4 separate regions of the Mus musculus genome follow, and all the other regions are linked to region 2. A link is a contact called in public HiChIP or PLAC-seq and Micro-C data. All regions are on one chromosome and are shown on one strand. The core of a region is the stretch at or near the end of the contact, and the rest is flanking DNA. Distances in the headings are between cores, read along the strand shown.

Region 1 (2,700 bases), core at 163-2,662, 490 kb before region 2:
CTGCTCATTAATATCTCTCAACATCAATGGACTAAATCCCCCCTCCCCCAAATGACACATGCTAACAGGATGGATGCAAACACAGAATCCATCATTCTGCTACATACAAGAAACACATGTCAACAATAAAGATAGACATTATCTCAGAATAAAAGGCTGGAAAAGTTTTTCAAGCAAACGGACCCAAGAAGCAAGCTGGAGTAGCCATCCCAATGTCTAATGAAATTGACTTTCAACCAAAATTAATCAAAAGAGACAGGGATTAATCCCAGCACTCGGGAGGCAGAGGCAGGCAGATTTCTGAGTTAGAGGCCAGCCTGGTCTACAAAGTGAGTTCCAGGACAGCCAGGGCTACACAGAGAAACCCTGTTTCAACCCCCCCCCCCCAAAAAAAAAAGAAAAAGAAAAAGAAAAGGGAGACAGAACAACAAACACTGAGGAAATTCAAAGAATCATTAGGTCTTACTTCAAAAGACTATACTGCATAAAATTGGAAAATCTAAACAAAATGGATGTTTTTCTAGACAGATACCACTTACCAAAGTTAGACCACAGTCAGGTAAACTATTTAAACAGTCCTATAATCTCTAAGGAAATAGACGCAGTCATCAAAAGTCTCCCACCCACCCCCAAAAGGCACAGATGGTTTTAGTGCAGAATTCCATCAGACATTCAAAGAAGAGCTAATATCACTATTCCTGAAACTATTCCACAAAATAGAAGCAGAAGGTACACTGCCAAACTCATTCTATGAGGCCACAGTCAACCTGATACCTAAACAACCCAGAGACTCAACAAAGAGAACTTCAGATTGATTTCTGTTATGAACACTGGTGCAAAAATACTCAACAAACACATCAAAAACATCATCCACCATGATCAAGCAGGCTTTATCCCAGGATGCAAAGGACCAGCCTCCACTTGGAGAGGGGTTCTGAGGAAGGGGTGTCTGGGAGAGGAGAAAACAAACGACTGGAAGTCAAATTGTGTGCAAGCTGACTGGCCTATGGTTTGCTGGAGACAGCCTTCCAGCTCACTTTCTCTCTGTTCTGCCTTCTTGCTCTGATCTGCTTTTTTTCTCTCTCTCTCTCTCTCTGATCTGCTTTTTCTGGAGATCTCCAGTCAGCTCTCTCTTTCTCTAGGTTCTGCTTGAGACAGTTCTCTGAGCCCGTTCTCTCTGACTATTGTAAAGATTCTCTGCAGATCTCATCTCCTGCAGATCATAAGCCCAGTCTTTTACTTTACATATCATACTAGTCATTTACTTCAGGTTTCTGTTTGATAATCCGGTGACTCAGCATCCTATGACCCAGCCCTTTGATTCTTAGGAGACAGCAAGCACACAGGTTCTTTTAACATTGCAAACGAATTCAGAGATCTGCTGGCCTCTGAAGCACAGGTGGTATGCTAGCTGGGTGGGATCCCATCCTGAAATTACCATTTCTATCATACCTGGGCCTAACCTTGCTACCTTGCTGTTTCCCACCGTGATCCTGAACTCAGGAATTTGCCTGCTTTTGTAAGCATAAACAGAAAATTTAGTTGGGTGGATCTCCTCCAATCACCACTCCCTAAACCCCCCCCCCTCTCTCTCTCCTCTCTCTCTCTCTCTCTCTCTCTCTCTCTCTCTCTCTCGTTTTTTTTTCGAGACAGGGTTTCTCTGTGCAGCCCTGGCTGTCCTGGAACTCACTCTGTAGACCAGGCTGGCCTCAAACTCAGAAATACACCTGCCTCTGCCTCCCAAGTGCTGGGATTAAAGGCATGCACCTCCACACCCGGCTCCTAAATCTCGTTAACGCCTTCTTTAGTATCTTTCTGACAGGCTGGCTCATAGTGCATCTGCCTCAGTTCCTTTAAGTCTGTGAAGCTCCTCATATAATTCATATTCCATCCTTGGTTTTTGCATGGTTGAGAAATTATATATTTTCAAACTCATGTTTTTAGAGTCATTTTCTACACCTTTAAGGGCTGTCCTGAAGATCTCAGCATTTACCATTTTGCTGAGACATTAGCCACACCTTTGCCTCCCAGACTCCTGCTGTCTCTTATTATCATGGAGTCATTAACAGTGTTAACAAGGAGGGCAGTCTTTAAAGGATGAATGTAAAATATGAACAAACCAACCAGGAGGCCCTCCCGACCCCCCCCCTCCTCTGTCTTTGTCCCAGAGGCAGGAACCACCCCTGCTGGACCCGACACCAGCGGATGGTTCAATATACAAAATCCATCTATTTAATCCACTATATAAACAAGCTGAAAGAAAACATCACATGACATCTCATCAGATGATGAAAATGCCTTTGGGAAAATCCAGCACTCCTTCATGTTAAATGTATTAGAGAAATCAAGGATACGGGGCACATACCTAAACATAATCACAGCAGTCTACAGCAAGCAATAGCCAACATCAAACTAAATGGAGAGAAACTTAAAGCAATCCCACTAAAGTCAGGAACAAGACAAGGCTGCCCACTCTCTCCCTATCTACTCAATATAGTACTTGATGTTGTAGCCAGAGCAATAAGACAACTAAAAAAGATCAAGGGATACAAATTAGAAAGTTGTCAAAGTATCGCTATTTTCCAATGATATGATAGTACACAGCAGAGACTTGATGTGCCAGGGTTGGGGGATACTACAGGGAACCCTACCCACTCAGAGGAGAAGGGGAGGGGAAGAGGATTGTGGGAGAGGGTGACA
Region 2 (2,733 bases), core at 25-2,524:
TCCTTCAAGCCTCTACTTTAGGGCTTCTTCTTCATCATTTTCTGCCATTTCCTCTGTGGCCCCTACTGCCTGTTGCTGGCATATTTGAGTCATGTTGTTAGAGTGTTGATTTGAAACACAAGTACTAGGCACAAATATCAAGGCTTTCCAGTACTTTGCTACCATATCCTAAGAACCTAGAGCATTGCCTGGCGCCTAGTAGGTGCTCAGCTAATGCTCACTGAATGAGAGAATGAGCTAAGCTTTTAACCCTTGACTTTCTTGCTTCTCCAGTTAATTCTCTCATTATGCCACCAGTGTTAGAGTCACATTAACCTTCCCATTGTCTCCGTTCCTTGCCTCTTATACCAAGTCTCTAGAGCAGCACAGCTCCCACAGTGCACTAAGCCCAGAGGGAAGCTAGCCCTAGCTCATCCCTAGCTGGGCAGGAGGAAAAGCTGGCTGCCTGTGGCTCTCAGAGGGAAGGACAGCTTGTGAGATCGCATTCAGCCACTTCCTGCTTGTGACTCCATTCTACCTGCCCTACCTCTCTGTGTCTTGTTTCTGGCAGTCTCCACTGCCCTTCTCGCTGCCTCCCTGGCTGCCTGGACTGAAAGTTCCTCGAAAGCAGGGCATGAAGCTTCTTCAAGTCCTTGGCATCCCAAGTCGGATAACCTGGATAACCTTGAATTTGTTAGACCAGTGGAAGTGGGGATAGAGGTGGGAAGAGAGGATGGAAATGCAGTGTGAGATCACTGTTTCTAGAAAATGGGCTGTGAGTTGAGAGAGAAGCATAGCGCCTTGTAGGTGAAGGTGGAGATTCTGGCCGGTTAATAAAGTCCTCTGTGATCTGCAGCTGCCTGTGTCCACTTACCACCCTCCGCTCTGGCACTTCCCCCACATGCTGAGCACCTGCCTCTGGGCCTTTGTTCCTCCACTGACTGTCCTCCAACAACAATTATAATGATAATAGCAGCTGCCATTATTGAGCTATTTATAGAGAGCAAGCTGTATTTCACTCATTTAATCTTCCAGCAGCAAGGCAACTGATGGCTGTGCTGGAAGTTCTCCATTATTCTATAGTATTCCCAAGGAAACTAGTGCTTCAGGGGAGGCTAACTAAATGCATCAGCGCTGTGGGCCAAACCCAGCTTCCAGAACTCAAGCTCTTTGAATTGCTCTGTGGAGTCTGATTCTCAAATCCCAGCTGGTACTGAGTCCCTAGGAAACATCCAAAACGGAGGCTGCCTTGGGCTTGCCTGGGGCGGCTTCACGGGACCACACAGGACAATACAGGGCGTAGTCTGACCTCTGCTGTTTCTTCCACAATATTCCAGCTGGTGGAGGCCTGTATTCACAGCTAAGCTGGAGGCCTTGGGCCTCAGGCATCGACCCAACCTGCTCAGGTATTTGCATTTTCTGAAGGTCAGCACGCCCTTCCTTAAGCAGGTTTTAGACTCCCCATCTCAGTGGGCCCTGGCACCCATTTCTAGAAAGGATCTACACTGATGTTTCCTCCACTCTCATTCTGAGGTGCTCTGGGTCCAATATTTCTAAGATCTCTGAAAAGGAAACTCGTGCTTGGGCAAACTGTGAACCAGGAACTGTGCTCACACTAGCAGAAAAAGGGCTTGTTTCACATAGACAGAGGGCAAACTAAACCAGCCCTAAATCTGCTTCCTGCTGCCAAATCTTTTTAAAATAAAAGAGGAGCTCCAAACTGGTGGTATAGACATAAAAAAAAAAAAAAAAAAAAAAAAAAAAAAAAAAAAAGCTCTGACTTTCTATTTTGTTTCTTCATAAATCTAACAGTAAAAGAAAGCCTTCTAGCAGTGACTGGGTTATTGACTTCCTAAATCTTTAGCTCCAAAGAACTTCATTTACTTACTTTATTAGCAAACATTTATCGACTCCATTCACTGTGCCAGCTTGTCCATATATATTATCCCATTTCTGCCTCTCCACCAGTCATGGCGAGAGCAATATCAAACACTGCGAAGGGTGGAATAGGGCCAGGACAACCAAGTCAGAGCCGGGCAACCCCCACGAAAGGTGGCGAAGTGGGCATTAGCAGTGAGCTGTGTCTCTTCCAAGGCTCCATCCCTCCCGTTCGCTGGGAAAGCCGAGCTGCTGGCAGGATCTTCGCTTTCAGCTTCTCACTCCATGGAAGACTGAGCCCAGGTTGGCAGCCAGCGCCAGCACAGTCTACTCTCTTGCAGCCAGAGACAGAGGAGGCAGAGCCCAACCCTGTGCCAAGAGAACCAGACCCACGTTGTCACCCCACCCTCAGCATGGCATATGCATCTCCTGATCCTGGCTACTTCCGTTGCTGCATCACAACTCTAGGTTACTCACAGGAAGCACCAAAGATAGGCAACCTGTAGGCCAAGAGTGTCAAGCCACCATACGTACTGTAGTTATGGTTCAAAGGAAGACCATTCAAATTCAGAGACTGTCCTAAACTATTACCTTTTGGTGCCTCCAAATCATCACATCACCATAATTAATAATTAATAATAATAATAATAATAATAACAACAACAGGTTCTTCTACTTTAGTGTAGTGTTTTTGAAAAGATAAAGAGAGAAGGGGTATGTTCTATGGAGGTGTGATGAGGTATGGGGGGAGGGGCTATCTCACTGGGCCCATGCCAAGGCATCCCTTCCTCTTGACAGATCAGCCATGCAATGGTATAGTGTAGACTAGAATAGAGTTTATTAAGGGCATGAGAAGGCCAGTTAAGGGGGTAGTAG
Region 3 (2,759 bases), core at 232-2,731, 330 kb before region 2:
TCTCTCTCTGTGTGTGTGTGTGTGTGTGTGTGTGGTATGTTGACCCATATGTGCATGTGTCAAGGATAGAGGAGGATATTGTCTGTCATGTTCTATCATTCTCTGTCTTATCCACTTGGAACAGAGGTTTCTTTACTGAACTTGGTCACCATTTTGGTTACACTGGCTGGTCAGCAAGTCCCCGTGACGTTTCCTAAAGTGTTGGAGTTATAGGCCTGTGCAGCCATGCTGGGCTTTTCTGCATGGATGCTGGGTATCTGAGCATGGGTATCATATCATGCTTGTGCAGGAAGCATTGTACTTACTCACTGAGCCATCTTCCAAACCTTAGCTTTAGAACACAGTACATTCACCTAATTTGGTTTTGAAAAACAGTTGTACAGTTCATTCCAAAATATTCTCTCCTTATCTTTCATTTGTTTTTGAGATGGGGGCCTTTCATTGTGGGCTTCAAGGTCACTCTGCCTCCACCCTCCTGAGTGCCCATCCCAATTCTGATTTGCATTATAATATGTTTTAGGACTTGATTGTTTGTGACTTTTAAATATATATCACCTTTTATCCCTTTCTTCCTTCCTCTTCACCTTCATTCTATTCTTTGTTTATTTGTTTTGTTCTGACTCTTTGAGATAGGATCTCCTGTAGCCCAGGCTGGCCTTGAATTTGTTATGCAGCAGAGGATGAGGGCAGCCTTGATCTTCTTGCCTCCCCTTCCCAAATGTTTGGATTTCTTGGCCTCACCATATTACCATATCTGACTGTCTGATTGTTTCTCTTTTAAAATCAATTTCTCAGTATCAATTAATTACAGATGGTCAGAGATTTGTTGAGACTATTTCATGGTTAATGCAAGTCACTTTTCCCCCACAGGTTATTCCATAGAGCTTGAAAAGAATGAGGTAAATATTACATCAGGCTTGTTCATGGCTAGCAAAAACATTTTCCGAAGCTTACTGATCTAGTTGTTTTTGTAACCATATACTTTTCTTGGATCTAATCTCTTGGCTTGTTGTATAGGATTTTTGTGTTTACTCTGCTTCATGGTTGTGCCTCTCCTGAAGCACTATTTGGATCCTGTTTGATACTGCAGAAATACATGTGTTGAGTGTATCTTGCCACGCCATGTGAAATCACCATGTGAAAGACTTGATGACTTGACCCTGCATGTATTATGCTGCTTCCTCACCAGGTCAGCTTTGTATCTTTTCCATTCTGGAACCGAGGCTGGAGGAGCACCTCATGCTTGGAATAGATGTTGTATGGGGATGAAGAGAGCAGATCTACCAGAAAGATAACAAAGCTTCAATTTGGACAAGACATACAACATTTCTGTGCACATGCCATTAAGCAAGCAATCTGCATGGTCAGGCCTGATGTCTTGGAGACTGGGGTGAAAAGGTCAGCTCAGAAACTTTGGGAAGGTCATGGAACTCTTGCCTCTCTGGAAGGGAGAGGCTAATTAACATTCGTCAGACCACAGGGCGGGAACTGACCTGCCCATGGGGACACATTCCACAGGACGGACCAGTTCCCACCTTCAGACAAGGGAAGACTTTGTCACCTCATTCCCTAAAGACCAATCAGTTTAAAGGGTGCACTGTTCCACCAATCATACTGTGCCTAGTTGCTGATGCTCTATTCTGCCTCTGGAAACCATATAAAAACTTGCTGACCAGGTGCTAGGGGTCACCACCTCTCCTTTGAGTCTGGGACGAACCCAGTGCACTGGAACAATAAATTCCTCTTGCTTTTTGCATTGATCTTGACTCCACATGGTTCACTCAAGGGGTCCCCAGTAAGCTAAGGCTCCCTGGAGTCTTACAGAGGAGTTATCATCCTCTCACAGGGAGGGAGAGAAGAAGTGTAGGAAACAGCCACACAACAACCCTGCCTCTTGGTTATCTTTGAGTAGCCTCTGCACAGAATTGCTTGTAAAAGTAACTTTTATTCACCTGACGTAAATGTTGTCTGAAGCTTACTGCAGAGTAAGCTCACCCTTTCTAGTTCATTCTAAACTCTGGCTGCCTGGTTTGACTCAGCTGTTCTGGTTCAAATGCCTCTCCAAGCGACTGATTCTGAAAGAAAGAAAACTAAATTCAAGACTTCAAAGCCCTAGCCAGAATGTTTATTCAAGGTCCATGACTCATGTGGCTTGCTAGTTAGGAGGGCTTTTGGGCTTAGAGCAAAGAACAAAAGCTGTAAAGTCATCCCAGGAACCAACTAGCCATAAAGATAGGGAAGACATACAAGAAATCCGGACTGGCCCAGCGCCTCCCTATCTCCCACCCTTCTGACCGGTTAAATGTTAACCAGATGCTCTGCTGTTACCTTGATCTGCATGTAGAGTCTGTTGATATTTAAATGAACCAATCATGTGAAACCGTGCCAATTCCTCCCCCAGCCCCAGACCCTTTTCTATAAAAGCCCCTAGCTTTCAAGCCTCGTGGTCGAATCCACTGTCTCCTGTGTGAGTTACGTTTTGACCCGGAGCTCGGCCATTAAACTACCTCGTGTATTTACATCAAGACGGTCTGTTCATGATTCTTTGGGTGCACGCCGAATTGGGAATTGAGTGGGAGTTTCCCCACTAGGTTCTTTCAATTCAATCTGACTTCTCTCAGCTTCTCACTAAATTGCTTTGCTTGACCTCATATTAACTCTGGTAATTTGTTCTAATCTTCTGGATCCTTTCCTATTCTCTGGCTTCAGCTGCCTCTGCTGACCTGCACTGAACTGCATGGACTCAGGAGCGAACTCAG
Region 4 (2,700 bases), core at 47-2,546, 470 kb before region 2:
AGTGAAAACCAGGATACCAGAGTGAGCTGAACAGAGAATTATGAGAAAGACTTTTGGGTCAGTTTAGTATGATTACTAAAAAGTGTTGAAAGACGGCTCCTGTTTACTACACATGGTTGAGACATAACATCTGGGATTTTAATTTCAAATGATGTGAGCTCAAAATCCACTATCATTTTGTTTTCATTTGTGGGTTATTGGTATGCATTCTGTAGGTTTTTGTTTTTAGGATTCCTTTTGCTTTTTAAATTAATTTATTTTATATATGTGAGTACACTGTTGCTATCTTCTGACACAGCAGCAGAGGGCATAGGATCTTATTACAGATGGTTGTGAGCCACCATGTGGTTGCTGGGAATTGAACTCAGGACCTCTGAAAGGTCAGTAAGTGCTTTTAACTGCCAAGTCATCTCTCCAGCTCCCATTCTGTATTTTTAAAATTCTGGTATTTTTGATTAGTATTAAAATCATGTAATTCTACATATTTTCTGTAAGGGCCTGAAAATTGCTGAAGGAAGACCCCAGACTCATATAGTATGCAAAAACAAAGAGCATTTATTTTGCAGAAACAACCAGTATGGGTCACCACTATTTCAGCATGGTGATGTAAATAAAGACACTTGAGCCCTTTTTGTAACAAAACTGCTTAATTGCTTCTGAGATAACCACAGACTTCTAAAAACTAGAGCACATTCCAAGGGGTTACAAAAACCTTTAGCTGAAGGTTATAAAGAAGGAGCTAAAGATATGCACTGCAGGTGCAAACACTGGAGATAAAATATTGACTGGGTTTATCTATTCAAAACTTCAAGGATAGCTTAGTTATGATTTTTAACTGTCCATGAACCTGTAAGCTCATAACAAATGATGAATGTTTAGCCAGATAATTACTCCTAGTGGATATGCATGTAGACATTCTCTGTTATAAACCTCTTATTCAGTTTATGACCTGAATTTATGTGCAGACTCTTAGTGAATTTTTTACCATGTGATCAAGCACTCTGAAAGTCATACAAGTGCTGAGAGTAGAGACAGGCCTCTTTTCCCTTCTGGAGGCTTCAACTTAGAGCCATGCAACTCCTGCAGAGATAGAATAAAAGACTTCTTTACCTAGCCTTTTGTTTGTACTATAAGGTGCTAAACCAGAGACAATTTTTTTAGCTGTAACCTCCCCCCAGCCTGAAGCAGGCTGAGCCAGACCTTGACCTTGCTGCCACTAAGAGGAGATTACCTAGGGTGGAGCCTTCCTGCCTTGACCACTCTATTGTTCAGCCACTGCCACTGTTCTCCTTCAAGATAGTGCTACCTGCTGGGAGGCCACCGGAGACTACACCCTATCCTGCAAGTCTCACTTGCAGCTGGGCTCCAAGGATGAATTGGCGGGAATGGGTCTCCCCACCTCTTTATAAGCGCATTTGCCATTAAACGTTTGAGCTTTGATCAGGAATCTTGACTTAGCTCCTTTTTTCTCTCAACCGCCTAGTTGCCTAGTTTCCCCTCTCTTTTCAGCCCTGGCTTGCCTCCCTGGTGTACCCCATTTCTTGTGAGCCGCAGGCCGGCTTACAACACTTAGTCTCAGATTAACTCAAGCAGATCAGCTGCAGAAGCAAAGTACCTTATACTTAGGATGAGTAGCAAGTGGTTTATGACCTAGTTTCTAAATGGAGACAAAATAGAATAAAAAGGACCCTTCATTTATAAACTGGCACATTCCACTAAGTCTCGTTTCCCCTGCCATGTTGAAACCTTTGAAACTTTAAGCCAGCCCAAATGAAAGGTTTTCCTTTATAAGAGTTGCTGTGGTCGGGGCTGGAGAGATGGCTCAGTGGTTAAGAGCACTAACTGCTCCTCCAGAGGTCCTGAGTTCAAATCCCAGCAACCGTATGGTGGCTCACAACCATCCGTAATGAGATCTGACACACTCTTCTGGGGTGTCTGAAGATAGCTACAGTGTAGTTACATGTAATAAATAAGTCTTAAAAAAAAAAAAGAGTTGCTGTGGTCATGGTGTCTATTCATGAACAGCATACTGTTTTTGAAAGATGTATATGGTGTGCTGCCCCCAAATAGTGCTTCATTATATGGATATACAGTTAATTCTTTTTATTTCTGTCATTTGTAAGGTTTCGATGAACACTGGATTATCAAACACTGAACCACTGTCCCAGAGGGAATATAAGGTTAGGTTCCTGTTGAATGTCCCATTTTCTTCAATCAATACATCACCAGCTAAGGCTGTTGGTTAGTTGTTGTTATTGTTAATTGTAGTGGTTTGAAGAGAAATAACCCCATAGATGCATGTGTTTGAATGCTTGGTCCATAAGAGTGTCACTATTGGGGGGGGGGGAAACATATGGCCTTGTTGGAGGAAGTGCGCCACTGTGGGAGAGGGTTTTTGAGGTCTCAGATGCTCAAGCTAGGCCTAGTGTGGTTTTCACTTCTGCTGCCTTTAGGACCTGGATGTAGAATTCTCAGCTACCTATCCAGCACCATATCTGCCTATATGTTGCCAAGCTTCCTGCCATGATAATACTAGACTAAATCTCAGAAACTGTGATCCAGCCCCAATTAAATAAGTGTTGTGCTTTATAAGAGCTGCCATGGTCATGGTGTCTCTTTACTGCAATAAAACCCTAAGACACTGATTAAATCTGGTTAAAACAGGGGGGCTTTGTTTCCATGCCATATTGCCTAATCATG

The links. A called contact is a pair of places that touch in the nucleus more often than the background predicts. HiChIP or PLAC-seq counts read pairs in DNA pulled down with a chosen protein or histone mark.
Region 1: a contact with region 2 is called in a Micro-C map of embryonic stem cells, with 4 times the contacts expected there. The contact joins two enhancer-like sites. A contact is called at or near these places in 1 of 484 Hi-C or Micro-C datasets (embryonic stem cells) and 2 of 115 datasets of contacts at active chromatin or transcription factors (embryonic stem cells and pancreatic cancer cells).
Region 3: an H3K27ac HiChIP or PLAC-seq map of embryonic stem cells shows a contact between it and region 2, with 11 read pairs. The contact joins two enhancer-like sites. A contact is called at or near these places in 2 of 39 promoter capture datasets (the 3T3-L1 cell line and hippocampal neurons), 6 of 484 Hi-C or Micro-C datasets (cerebellar granule neurons, embryonic stem cells, myocytes and 3 more), 7 of 115 datasets of contacts at active chromatin or transcription factors (embryonic basal ganglia and embryonic stem cells) and 1 of 9 other capture datasets (embryonic stem cells).
Region 4: an H3K27ac HiChIP or PLAC-seq map of embryonic stem cells shows a contact between it and region 2, with 14 read pairs. The contact joins two enhancer-like sites. A contact is called at or near these places in 1 of 484 Hi-C or Micro-C datasets (embryonic stem cells) and 3 of 115 datasets of contacts at active chromatin or transcription factors (all in embryonic stem cells).

The regions. Positions count from the first base shown.
Region 1 is chr10:85,049,584-85,052,283 of GRCm38.p6, forward strand. No RefSeq gene overlaps it. Among named protein-coding and RNA genes, the nearest start is that of Gm34633, 47 kb to the left of the region's middle. Within about 2 kb of position 1,413, at least 8 of the 459 cell types and tissues checked have an H3K27ac peak or open chromatin away from gene starts, as enhancers often do. A contact at or near this core is called in embryonic stem cells, where this site is marked.
Region 2 is chr10:85,538,732-85,541,464 of GRCm38.p6, forward strand. The region is part of intron 1 of Btbd11 (BTB (POZ) domain containing 11); the gene reads left to right. Among named protein-coding and RNA genes, the nearest start is that of Gm40731, 50 kb to the right of the region's middle. Within about 2 kb of position 1,275, at least 38 of the 459 cell types and tissues checked have an H3K27ac peak or open chromatin away from gene starts, as enhancers often do. A contact at or near this core is called in embryonic stem cells, where this site is marked.
Region 3 is chr10:85,208,855-85,211,613 of GRCm38.p6, forward strand. No RefSeq gene overlaps it. Among named protein-coding and RNA genes, the nearest start is that of Cry1, 25 kb to the left of the region's middle. Within about 2 kb of position 1,482, at least 11 of the 459 cell types and tissues checked have an H3K27ac peak or open chromatin away from gene starts, as enhancers often do. A contact at or near this core is called in embryonic stem cells, where this site is marked.
Region 4 is chr10:85,070,690-85,073,389 of GRCm38.p6, forward strand. No RefSeq gene overlaps it. Among named protein-coding and RNA genes, the nearest start is that of Fhl4, 30 kb to the right of the region's middle. Within about 2 kb of position 1,297, at least 12 of the 459 cell types and tissues checked have an H3K27ac peak or open chromatin away from gene starts, as enhancers often do. A contact at or near this core is called in embryonic stem cells, where this site is marked.